Linked DNA regions of Oryctolagus cuniculus: regions 1 and 3 are each linked to region 2. Evidence: chromatin contacts called from public Micro-C data. All regions are on one chromosome and are shown on one strand. Each heading gives the region's core, a stretch centred on a gene start, on an enhancer-like site or on the middle of the called end of the contact. The rest is flanking DNA. Distances are from core to core; before and after follow the strand shown. Region 1 holds the start of MED28 (mediator complex subunit 28). Region 2 holds the start of LCORL (ligand dependent nuclear receptor corepressor like). Region 3 holds the start of DCAF16 (DDB1 and CUL4 associated factor 16).

The links. Hi-C and Micro-C count contacts between places; a contact is called where the count stands out from the background.
Region 1: a contact with region 2 is called in a Micro-C map of ear pinna, with 12 times the contacts expected there. The contact joins the promoter of MED28 here to the promoter of LCORL in region 2. A contact is called at or near these places in 2 of 6 Hi-C or Micro-C datasets (ear pinna and an unstated tissue).
Region 3: a contact with region 2 is called in a Micro-C map of ear pinna, with 8 times the contacts expected there. The contact joins the promoter of DCAF16 here to the promoter of LCORL in region 2. A contact is called at or near these places in 2 of 6 Hi-C or Micro-C datasets (ear pinna and an unstated tissue).

Annotation. Positions count from the first base shown.
Region 1 is chr2:12,798,643-12,802,224 of mOryCun1.1, reverse strand. MED28 (mediator complex subunit 28) reads right to left here and starts at 1,545. Exons shown (of 4, transcript XM_002709367.5): 1 at 1,348-1,545. The coding sequence starts at 1,506.
Region 2 is chr2:13,211,401-13,214,949 of mOryCun1.1, reverse strand. It overlaps LCORL (ligand dependent nuclear receptor corepressor like), which reads left to right and starts at 1,605. Exons shown (of 8, transcript XM_051841977.2): 1 at 1,605-1,943. The coding sequence starts at 1,793.
Region 3 is chr2:12,947,654-12,951,039 of mOryCun1.1, reverse strand. DCAF16 (DDB1 and CUL4 associated factor 16) reads left to right here and starts at 1,329. Exons shown (of 5, transcript XR_011386201.1): 1 at 1,329-1,466. NCAPG (non-SMC condensin I complex subunit G) reads right to left here and starts at 1,260. Exons shown (of 21, transcript XM_002709370.5): 1 at 940-1,260. The coding sequence starts at 1,050.

The DNA.
Region 1 (3,582 bases), core at 296-2,795, 410 kb after region 2:
AGTGCTGGCATCCTGTATGGGCACCAGTTTGAGTCCCAGCTACTCCGCTTCCAATCCAGCTCTCTGCTATGGTCTGGGAAAGTAGTAAAAGATGGCCCCAGTGCTTGAGCCCCTGCACCCACATGGGAGACCTGGAAGCTCCTGGCTCCTGGCTTTGGATTGGCACAGCTCCGGCCACTGCAGCCAATTGGGGGGTGAAGCAGTGGATGGAAGATCTCTCCCTCTAACTCTGCCTTTCAAATCAATCAATCAACCTTTTAAAAAAAAAGCGAGTTAATTCCTATTGGACGTGGGATGTGAGCAGCATGTACCTTCTTCATGAAACCTATGGTTAACGGAAAACCTCCCATCCAGAGGGCCAACTAAGTCACAAACTGTCTCACAAAGCTGGGCTGGTCCCTCAGGGGTGGCTGGGCCCCAAACAGAGTGGGATTGAAATCTGACCTCATGAATTTAGTACCTTCTTCTCCCCTCTTAAAAACTATACACACACACACACACACACACATCTCATATATATACATACACATATACATTTATGATTACACAGATTTCCATTGACAGCTTTAGAAAATGTATAATACAAAAGTATGCTTTTTAGAAATTCCCTAGGACAGAACCTTTGCATGGAAAGCCAGGAGGCCTACGTGCTAATTCTCATTCCCACAAACCCAATTTGGGAGGCTGTTTCCTTGCCCTCTCTGAACCTCAGCTTCTCCATCTATAAAAGGAGGGGATGGGAGTAGGTGGCCACCAAAGCTCCCTTCCACATCAAGAGTGAACGACCTCAACTCCTTCCACCAAAGAGCCTATATATATACATATATATATACACACACACTTATATATATAAAAATTCCCTACCGTCACGGACGTCAAAGGGTCGCACCCAGATAGAAATGAGAAGCAGGTGCCCTGAGCCACGAGCGGTCCACACAGAAAACGGCGGAGGAAACAGGAAAAGTCTCACAGGAAATGAGGCCTTGAAATCGAGTCTCGAGAGAACCCCAGCGCCCCCCAAGAGTGAACTTCAGCGGAGAGGCTGAGGCGGTGAAACCTGCGCTCCACAGAAAATGCGCCCCCTGCTAAACACGCGGGGACCCGGGAAGGGTCCCGAGGTCGGGAGGGCAAGCAAACCTCGAGAGCACGTCTCTCCACAGAAACGTCGAATCCGCACGCTTCCGCCACCACTCAACGAGGAGCCTGAAGCAAGGGACGTACGTTCTCCAAACCTCGGTTTCCCCACTTGTTAAGTGGCACTGGCAGCGCTGGAGAACTGGCGCAAGCGCAGTTCACGTGGCAGGGAAGGGGGGAGGGCTGGGGGGAGACTTCTAAGTCTCATTTTACCTCGAATGATGATTCCAACTCGTCCACCAAGGTACTGTTAGAACTTCTCGGAGCTCCTGGCGCTGCCTGAAGTAACGAAGCCTGGCCCGGGAGTCCAGACCCTGGTGGCGGGGGCCCCGGTGGCTGCCCGGAGAACATGCCGCCCAGCGGAGTCGCCATGTTTGGAATGGCGCGGAAAAGCCCACTGCGCCTGCGCGAGAGCCGGGCTACGGGTCACGTGACAGCCGAGCCCGGCGGCGTGACAGGGCGGGCGCTGAGGGGCGTGTTTGTTTTGGAAGCTGCCTAGGCTTTTCCTCTTGTTGAAGGCTCTGACTGAACGTGACACAGTTCTGTGGAGGGGAGCGTTGATGACCTTTTTGGAGCGAGCCCTCCCGTCAGAGTTGGAAGCCGCTGGACCCGACTCAAACCCGCAGGCTTAGCCCGAGTCGCTTTTTCTCTCCGGGCTCAGCTGACCCGTTAGTGAACGCCACACGTACTGAGGGAGTGCCGTGTACCGAATGCTGGCTGTCGCGGGGACTCCCCGTTAGACTTCGGTGTGGAGCCGAGTGGGGTCGCTGCGCGACTGGAGTGCAAATGTAACTAGGAGCGCTTGAAGAAGGTCCCGCTTAGCAGAGTAAGCAAACCCGGCGGCGGCCCACGGGGCCAGAGGAGTGAGCCAGCCGCAGCGGTCAGAGAATCCACAGGACCTTCCTTTCCGCGATCAGGCTAGGCACAAAAAAGTCACGATCCCAGCCTCAGTCTAACACCCTCGCTCCCACTTCAATTTCTTCTCTGCAGCGTATGAACAACTGGGATGCTGGCGCCATTCTGTAGTGCCTACCTGTCTCACCGCTATCCCCATCATGCAAAATGACCTGGCATTGATAGACACGGTCAGGACATGGTGATTGAAAGAACCAAAAGAGAATTCCAGGAGGGGCTAGTCTGCTCCAGCAGTTCTCAAACTGTTTAGGTCTCAAGACCCATTTGCACTCCCAAGAATTATTGAGCACCCAAGTTTTTGTTTATGTGGGCTGTATCTAATATTTACCTATTAATATGAACCGGAAGAGTTCAATTCATGAAAAATAATAAACTTACATGTTAATATTTGTATTAAAACTGTAACTTTGGGGCTGGTGTTCTGGCAAAGTGGGTTAAGCTGAGTCCTGGCTGTTTGCTTCCAATCCAGCTTGCTACTAATGTGCCTGGGCAAGCAGCAGGAGATGGCCCAAGTACTTGGGTCCCTGCCATCCAAGTGGGAGACATGATGGAGTTCCAGGCTCCTGGCATGGGCCTGTTTCAGCCCTGGCAGTTGCAGGCATTTGAGGAGTGAACCAGCAGATTGGAAATTCACTCTGTCTCCATCTCTGTCACTTTGCCTTTCAAATAAGTTTTTAAAAAAGTATATATTTTCCAAAAAAAAAAACCCCACAAATATATGAATGTGAAAAGTAGCATCATTTTATTTCAGTGTACCTAAGTACTTTTTAAGTTACTTGAGAGTGGTCAGTGAAAAAAAAAATTTTTTTTTTTTTGACAGGCAGAGTTAGACAGAGAGAGAGACACAGAAAGACAGGTCTTCCCTCCATTGGTTCACCCCCAAAATGGCCGCTACGGCCAGCGCACTTTACCGATCCAAAGCCAGAAGCCAGGTGCTTCCTCCTGGTCTCCCGTGCTGGTGTGGTGGAATGAGAAGGCCATGCCAAGGTGGCCACTGGCAAGCTAGCGTCAGTTACTCAGGAATGGCTTTGAAACCCACCTGGCAGCAGAGCCTGCCTGGCAGCAGACTGTGATTGGATGGATTTGAAACTGCCTGGCAATAGGCTGTGATTGGATGGATTTGAAACTGCCTGGCAACAGGCTGTGATTGGTTGGGGCATAAACCGCCCCTTGACCAGATTGGCTGGTCTTAGCTATATGAGATGTTGTTCCAACTGTAATAAACGAGTCTGCGGGCTGCTAGCCTCAGGCCTGCTTTCACCTGACTCCCGGAGTCTGTGTGGTGACTCTGCACCTCTTGCCCCCACCGCGCTCCTCCTCTCAGAAACTAATCCACTGCAACATTGTTGAGAAACCAACTGCAACATGGGTGCAGGGCCCCAGCACTTGGGCCATCCTCCACTGCCTTCCCTGGCCACGCAGAAAGCTGGATTGGAAGAGGAGCAACCGGGAAAGAACCTGGCACCCCAACCAGGACTAGAACCCAGGGTACTGGTGCCACAGGTGGAGGATTAGCCTAGTGAGCTGCAGCGC
Region 2 (3,549 bases), core at 356-2,855:
TCCTTTCAGATGAACCTACAGATAAGCAGGAAGTACATTTCTGTCCTTGCTGTTGTTGTTTTAAGCTATTAAGAGCTTCAGGTTTTTTGATACTGCATTATAATCAGCCCCACTCTAACTAATAAAAGTGGTCAGGAAAGATACAAAGGTGGATCATCTTGGCAATTATAAGTAGAAACTATCTACCGATAATTCTGGAAGCACTTTCGTTAGTGATTTCACCTACCTTCCAATTGTGACTAATCTAGAACTGGTGGTTATAAGATTTCAAACTATATTTAAAAAAAAATTTATGAAATTACATCTTCATTACCGAGGTCATGATAAACAAGGAAACACTCTGTGTGTGTGTGTGTGTGTGTGTGTGTGAGAGAGAGAGAGAGAGAGAGAGAGAGAAAGAGAGAGAGAGAGGGAGGGAGGGAGAGAGGGAGAAAGGAGAAAGAGAGAGAGAGATGGAAGATGGATAAGCACAATCCATAAAACAGGAAGTTTGGTTCCCGAATTTATGTGTTTCCAAGAAGAATTCATTTCCCACATACTTATGCATAAATTTCCAGTAATGCACAGTACTTCTCAGCAAACTGGTTTGGTCCCTGCACAAAGAAACAAACTTCCACTGAGTCTTTTGAGCAAAAATTGAAAAATGTAATTGGAGTCTACATTTAATCAAGACTCCTGACTGTCTTGGAAGAAGTTACTTTCTCCAGCACGGCGCAGAACTTATCCCACAACATTTGGAAGGCGCTAAACGACCTGCCAAGCGCTGTTCTAGGGTCGGGCGACCCAGGGGGACGATGTCATGGTAGAGGAGGTTCAGAGGATAGCTGCCCTACAGGAGTTCACGGTTTGCGGAGCCTAAGAAGTTTCTTCTGTAGTTTTTCAGTCAGCTTTATTCAATACCCTACAAATGATTTTCAGTGAGAAGCTCCGCATCTTTTCCCCAGTTCTTACAAATATTCTCGCTTTCCGCGAGCTCTTTGTCTTGGAAAATGAAGTCACTGGGTCGTAAGGCAGTAATTTCAGATGCGGCTCAGTGACAGGCTTGCCTTTTCCCTGCGAGTTACGAGATGACAGGAACCCCGAAAAGTTTCCAGTACTTAAAAACACACAGCGAAGGTTGCATCGGAACGGTTTCCACTTGGCCCTTCCAGCGCAGAGCCTAAGTGACCACGGCTGGGTCGGACCGCGACGCTGCCTGTGGGAAGCTAAGCGCACAAGGCTTACCGCTCAGAGGAGGCTAAGGCCGGTCTTCGAGCTCAAGGGTGTGAAGACCGGCGAGTGCGCCTCCCTGCTGGACTACAATGACCGGCATGCACCGAGCCCTGACAGCTGGCTCCGCTTCGGGACTCTGGCGCAATGGAGCATGGGAACTGAAGTCCCCTACAGCCGGAGCCCGGCGCGAAGGCAGAAGGGAGGCGTTACGAGTCCGCTCCATTAGCGAGCGGGTTCCTGGCGGGGCGCTGGGTCTCCAGCTCCCGCTCAGGGTTTTCGCGGGCGGCGGGAGCCGTATGGCTCGCATGAGTAAACTCCGGGGGGAGGGGGGAGAGGGGAGTGGATGGGGAGGCGGGGTCAGCGGAAGCGGCAGGTTGCTTCCTTCTCCTCTCGCTCCCTCCCCGCCTCTCCCTGAGGGAGCGGTGGGAGGGGGAGGGAAGGGCAGAGGGAAGGTAGTGACACGTGTCAATCAACCCCCCTCCGGGGGGCGCGCGCTCCGGGGCTCGCGCTGAGGGCTCGCGCCCCTGCCTCGTGCCTGCGCCGCTCGTATGTAAATGAGGGCGCGTGACGCGGGACGCAGATGGACAAGGGAAGAGAGAGAATGGCCGCTGCCGCCGCCGCTGCTGCCGCCGCCGCCGCTGCTCAGTGCCGGAGCCCTCGGTGCGCGGCGGAGAGGAGAGGATTCCGGCGGGAACTCGACTCTTGGCGCCACCGTCTCATGCACTGTGTAGGTAAGAGAGACACGGATCGGGGCCCCGGGCTCCGCGCGGCGACGGCTGCCGCAGCCCGAGGAGTTTGAGGCTGAGGGGTTTAGTTGAATCTCCCGTTCGGGTCAGTTCAATGGGGGAGCGCGATGGGAGCGGCGGCGGCTCCGGCGCTCGCCTTTTGTCTTGGGGCTCCTCGCCTGGCGCGCTCCGCGCTCCTCCGGCTCCTCGGCTCTTGGGCTCCCCGGGAACTGTTAGTTCGGACCCGCTCGCCGAGCCCCTGAGGCGGCCGCTGGCTCTCGCTCTGCCCGAAAGTGCTCGGCGCCCCCGTCGCCGGCCGCCGTGGCCCCTGTCAAGAGGGAGGAAGCCGCCCGGCGGGTCGGCGCCCGGGCGGAGAGCGGAGCCGGCGGGCAGGGCGGCGGGAGGAAGGCGGGCTGGTCCGCGCCCCCGCCGAGCGCACACACACCCCCTTGGCGCCCCCGGGGGCCGGGCCGCTCGACGCCGCGGATTTCCCGGGGACTCGGACCCCGGGGACCCTCGGGGCGCTCGCGGGGCGGGGATCGCGGGTGGTCGGGCGAGGGGCGGCGGGGGCGTTGCCCTTGGGGCGGGGGGCGCCCAACTCTGCCCTCTCGCGCTCGGCGGCGGCGCCGGCGCTGTGTGTACCTCTTTAAGAAGGAGCCGCTCGAGCGCTGACGGTTGGGATTTGAAGTTCTTCCTCCCTCTTTGGAAGTCTGGACGGATGGGGGGTGTTGCCAAGGGAACGGCACCCTCCACCCCCTCCCCACCCCGCGCGGACGCCGGGACGGCTCTGGTCCTTTTTGTGTCATGTGATGGACTCTTCCCTGCACACTCGGACATACACGCTCACACACCCCGCGCTCCCCACCTCTGCGGATCCCGTCTTTCTTTTTGGTGGGGTCTCCTCGCTTCCTCTTCAAACTTCTGGTCTTGGGGATCTCGTTCCGTGGGTTGTTTAGGGTGGCGGGAAGTGATGGGGCTCCCCCACCTTGCTGCAAGTCACTTCTTGGACCCCCCCCCCCGCCCCTGAGTGAGACGTTTGCGTGGATCTGTTATGCAGCAGGTTGGTCTCGCGGGCATGGATACGGAGGAGCCAGCACGAGTTGCGGGCTGGGGCGTGTCGTGCGTGTTTGTGTTGGACGCGGGGGACGGGGCAGAGGTGGAGAGGAAGGTTGTGTTGTGTAAGGAGCGGACGGTGGCGAGTAGCCTCACCTTGCCGCGCTGGCCAGTAAATCCTGGCGTTTGGAGTTGAGGAGTAAACCTTCGTGGCTTAGGAAAACAGCTCGCACCGTGTCTGCAGCTGTTTTTGCACCGCCTCGCGCTCCTTACCGCCCATCCCGCTCTCAGGTGGGTTTGGTTAGCGCCTTAGGATCTTCCTGGTTTTCTCAACTGGAAAGGAGGTGGTAGTAAGTTAAACGAGTACAACTGCAATTTGGAAATGTGCACTGCACATCACGATGAATACAGGAAAGCGTGCAAGAAAGAAGATTGCTCTGATTGAAGCATTTAAGTGATGGTTAAGCAATTTACTGTTTTGTTTCAGGCTTGTAAAATATAATTGGTCTTATCTAAAGAAAGGTTATGGGAAATAGCTCTAGACAACTATTAATTACAT
Region 3 (3,386 bases), core at 80-2,579, 260 kb after region 2:
CACTGGTAATACTTTTTTCCAAAACATTACCTTAACATTGCTGACAGCACCGGCCCTAATTCAAACGAAAAACTTTTTTGTAAACTCTGAAGTATCCACACCAGCAAAAAGGGAAAAATAAGCTTGCACAAACTTCTCTCCACGATGTAATTTGCTTCCCCCAAAGAGTCTGCAACCATAAATTTTGACAGTGAATGGACTCTTTTGATACTTCTTTACATGTCTTTAGAATCACGTTAGTAGAAGCATGCTTCTTCATGGAAAAACTCAAAACCTACGCTGGCTTTTTTATGTACCGTATTTAATTTGCTCATCACCCCGCAATTCCTTTTTGATAAAACTTTCACATCCTACCTCATATCCTCAAAGCCCTTGCTATACTTAGTTTTTCTTAGACTTCAAGATAATCTATCTTCCGAGCTTCATTGTCCTGTTCTTCCCACGGCTTCACTCAAAACAAACACACGGTATTTAGGTGAACAGGAAGGGAAAGGTCCTCGCGAGTAATCTGCTTGGACGCTGGACTCAATTTGACATAGGGCGGGATGAGACTGATTTGATGATGGCTGGCTTTTCTGCTGTGAGCGGGGGCCCGACGGGCAAGGACCACCGAGCCTTGGGGTCCACGACCTACTCGGCGACCCGACACTGAGAGCCCGGACGCCTCGGGTCACCCTCCGGACTAACGGTTCGCGCCGCCCCCATCTCCGGCCGGGGGTAAGGACCGCGAAGAGAAAGTGGACGGCGCCAGGGCTTCCAGCCATTCTGGGCGAGTCGCCCGACCTCTCCGTACTTCACTCCAAAGCGGCTCGCCACAGCGGAGGAGGTGGAGTCGCGCGGGCCGAGTCCGAAGGGTCCCGGGGAAGCTCCTGGGGGAGGCTGAGCCAAGGCAGGGCTGGGCGAAGGCGGCGAAGGGCCCACAGCCATTCCGGCGCTTACCGTGCCGTAGGTGCGGCTCAGCGCCACCACCAGCTTCGCCTGGTTCTGGTGCGGCTGCTGCGCCAGCTGAAAGGCCTCCTTAACCGGCAGCACTCTCTTTTCCGCTCCCATGGCGAGGTGACCCGGCCAGGACTATCCTTGCCCGCTTCAGTGCTTCTGGCCCGACCGCCCCAACACCGAATTCTCCTCAGAACGCCACTTGGGGCGTGGTTACCCGCCAGAACGTTCAAATAACTCTCGCGAGAGAAGGAAATACCGCGAGACTTCCGCGAGCGCGCCAGAGGCGAGAGCGGAGAGAACCGAATCCTGTCCCTCTGGCTCTGCCCGCGCTTTGAGCGCATGCGCGTCGGGTGTTTCCCGGTGGGAAGTGGCGTTTCTAAGGAGAGGGGGCGTTGGCTTGGCCGGAAGTGGTGTCGTCAGGGAGGGCTGGCGGAGCTGCTGTTCTACTTTCGGGACAGGGCTGGTGGCGCTAGGCCTAGCGGGATCGTGCGTCTGGTGGTGAGACGAGAAAAAAAGCTCCTCCATGGGTGAGAACAGGGATCTGCTGAGGGGAACAATCTGTGTTCCCGCCGCAGGGGCGGGAGATGCGGAGAGGAGGGGGAGATGGGGCGTTCGGGAAGCCCGGACCGCAGCCCGGCTGCTCGTGAGCGGGGAGACGCTCCCCGGTAGGCTGAGGGAGGCGTTCCGAGGTCTCCACGGGCCGCGGTCTCTCCAGGGCCCGAGGGGCTGACGTCTGGAAGCAGCGTATGATTTTATTTAGCTGAGCTGGCTCGGGACGTGCCAGCTTTCAAAGCTTAGTTTACAGTCCTGCGTAGCTACAGTGTGTTAAAGGAGAACGGAGAGAATGGGAAAATCTAGCTAAGTGGTCACGGTGAGGAACAGGAACTCAGTCTTTAAAACCTTTTTTGGGGGAGAAAAGTGAAACTGCGTCAGACAAAAACGAATACTTTTATTGGGGGCTGCTTAGGACAAACCACCCCAAAACATGACAGTAGGAGACGAGAACATGCCTCTCTAAAATATACTTGCTGGGCTTATTTTGAGCTGTTATAAGGAACTGCCAGCTCTGGAGGAGCTGTGAAAAGCTATCCTTGAAGTTAGGTCTGTCAAAGAAATTAGGAGACTACTGAACTATCTGTATCTGGAAGAGGACTCCTTCACACTTCTGTTCTCTGCTGATCTATAGTCTCCACACGTTTCCTCTTTGCACCCTCTCATAACTTGTGTCACCACCTCCCAACCAGAAACCCGGTTGCTTTGTGTAGCCCAGGATATTCCGTAAGTGTAAGCTGTCATCTCTTTTTCTGGGACTCCTGTCCCTTACTTTTTGTTGTTGTTGTTGTTGTTGTTTCTGTTGAATCTGTCTTAGGGCAACTTCACTGGTAGACCAGCCAAAGAACCTAGGAAGTTGGAGGGAAGACATTTCTCCCTCCTGTTCCTCACTATGTAGCCATAACCACCTGAAGAAATAGACCCTTACAAAGCTGCCTGTGCATCTTGCTCCTTTTGAGTTGTCTTCCCTCTCTAGAAATAACACTTTTAGACTTTACTGTTAACTTTTAGAGAACAAAAGCTTTCTATATTAAGGACATATAGATAAATCATTGAATGAATATATTCTACTGTTTTGTGTTTTAACCATTTTATGAAGAATCATAATGTTCATGGATTTGTTCAGGTTATGGATAAGATAGCATTTGGATTGCCCATAATTTTGAAATTATTGAGATGTCTTAATTTCTGAAAAGACAAGATGGGTATTCTAGGTTAATCAGTTAAAGCAAACGCATAGAGGCTTAAGAGTGCATGGAATATACTGTTAACACTTACAGTCTCCCTAGCAATGAAATATGTACAGCCTGGAGAGCTTAATGAAATAGAAAGCTAGAAAGGGTATTAATTTCTTATCTAAATATATCCAAAATAAGAATTATTTATCTGAGTGGCAGAGAGAGAGAGAGATCACATCTATTCCCCAGATGCCCACAACAGCCAACTGGGCTGTGGCTGGGCTGAGAATACAATCAGGTCCCCTGTGTGAATGGCAGGAACCCAGTTACTGGATAAATCACTACTACCTACCAGGGTCTGTATTAGCTGGGGACTGGAGTAAGGAACTGGAGCTGGAATAGAACTTGGGTTTGGGAGATACTTATCTGAACCATTAATCTAAATGCCCACTCCCAGTAACATGAATTACTAACAAGATAAGTTAACATTCTTGTTTTTCTTACCAAGGCTAAGAATTTGTATCTTATTTACACTAGCCACATTTCAAAGACTGAGTAGGCACCTGGGACTGTTGGCTACGGCATTGGACAGCACAGAACTATTCTATACTTTGAGAACCACTGCATATGTCATTTGTTCTTAACGTAAGGTCAGTTAGTAAACTAACAGTCAGTGATATTTTTCTTATTTTGTGGCATTTAATTGCTCAGCTTTAG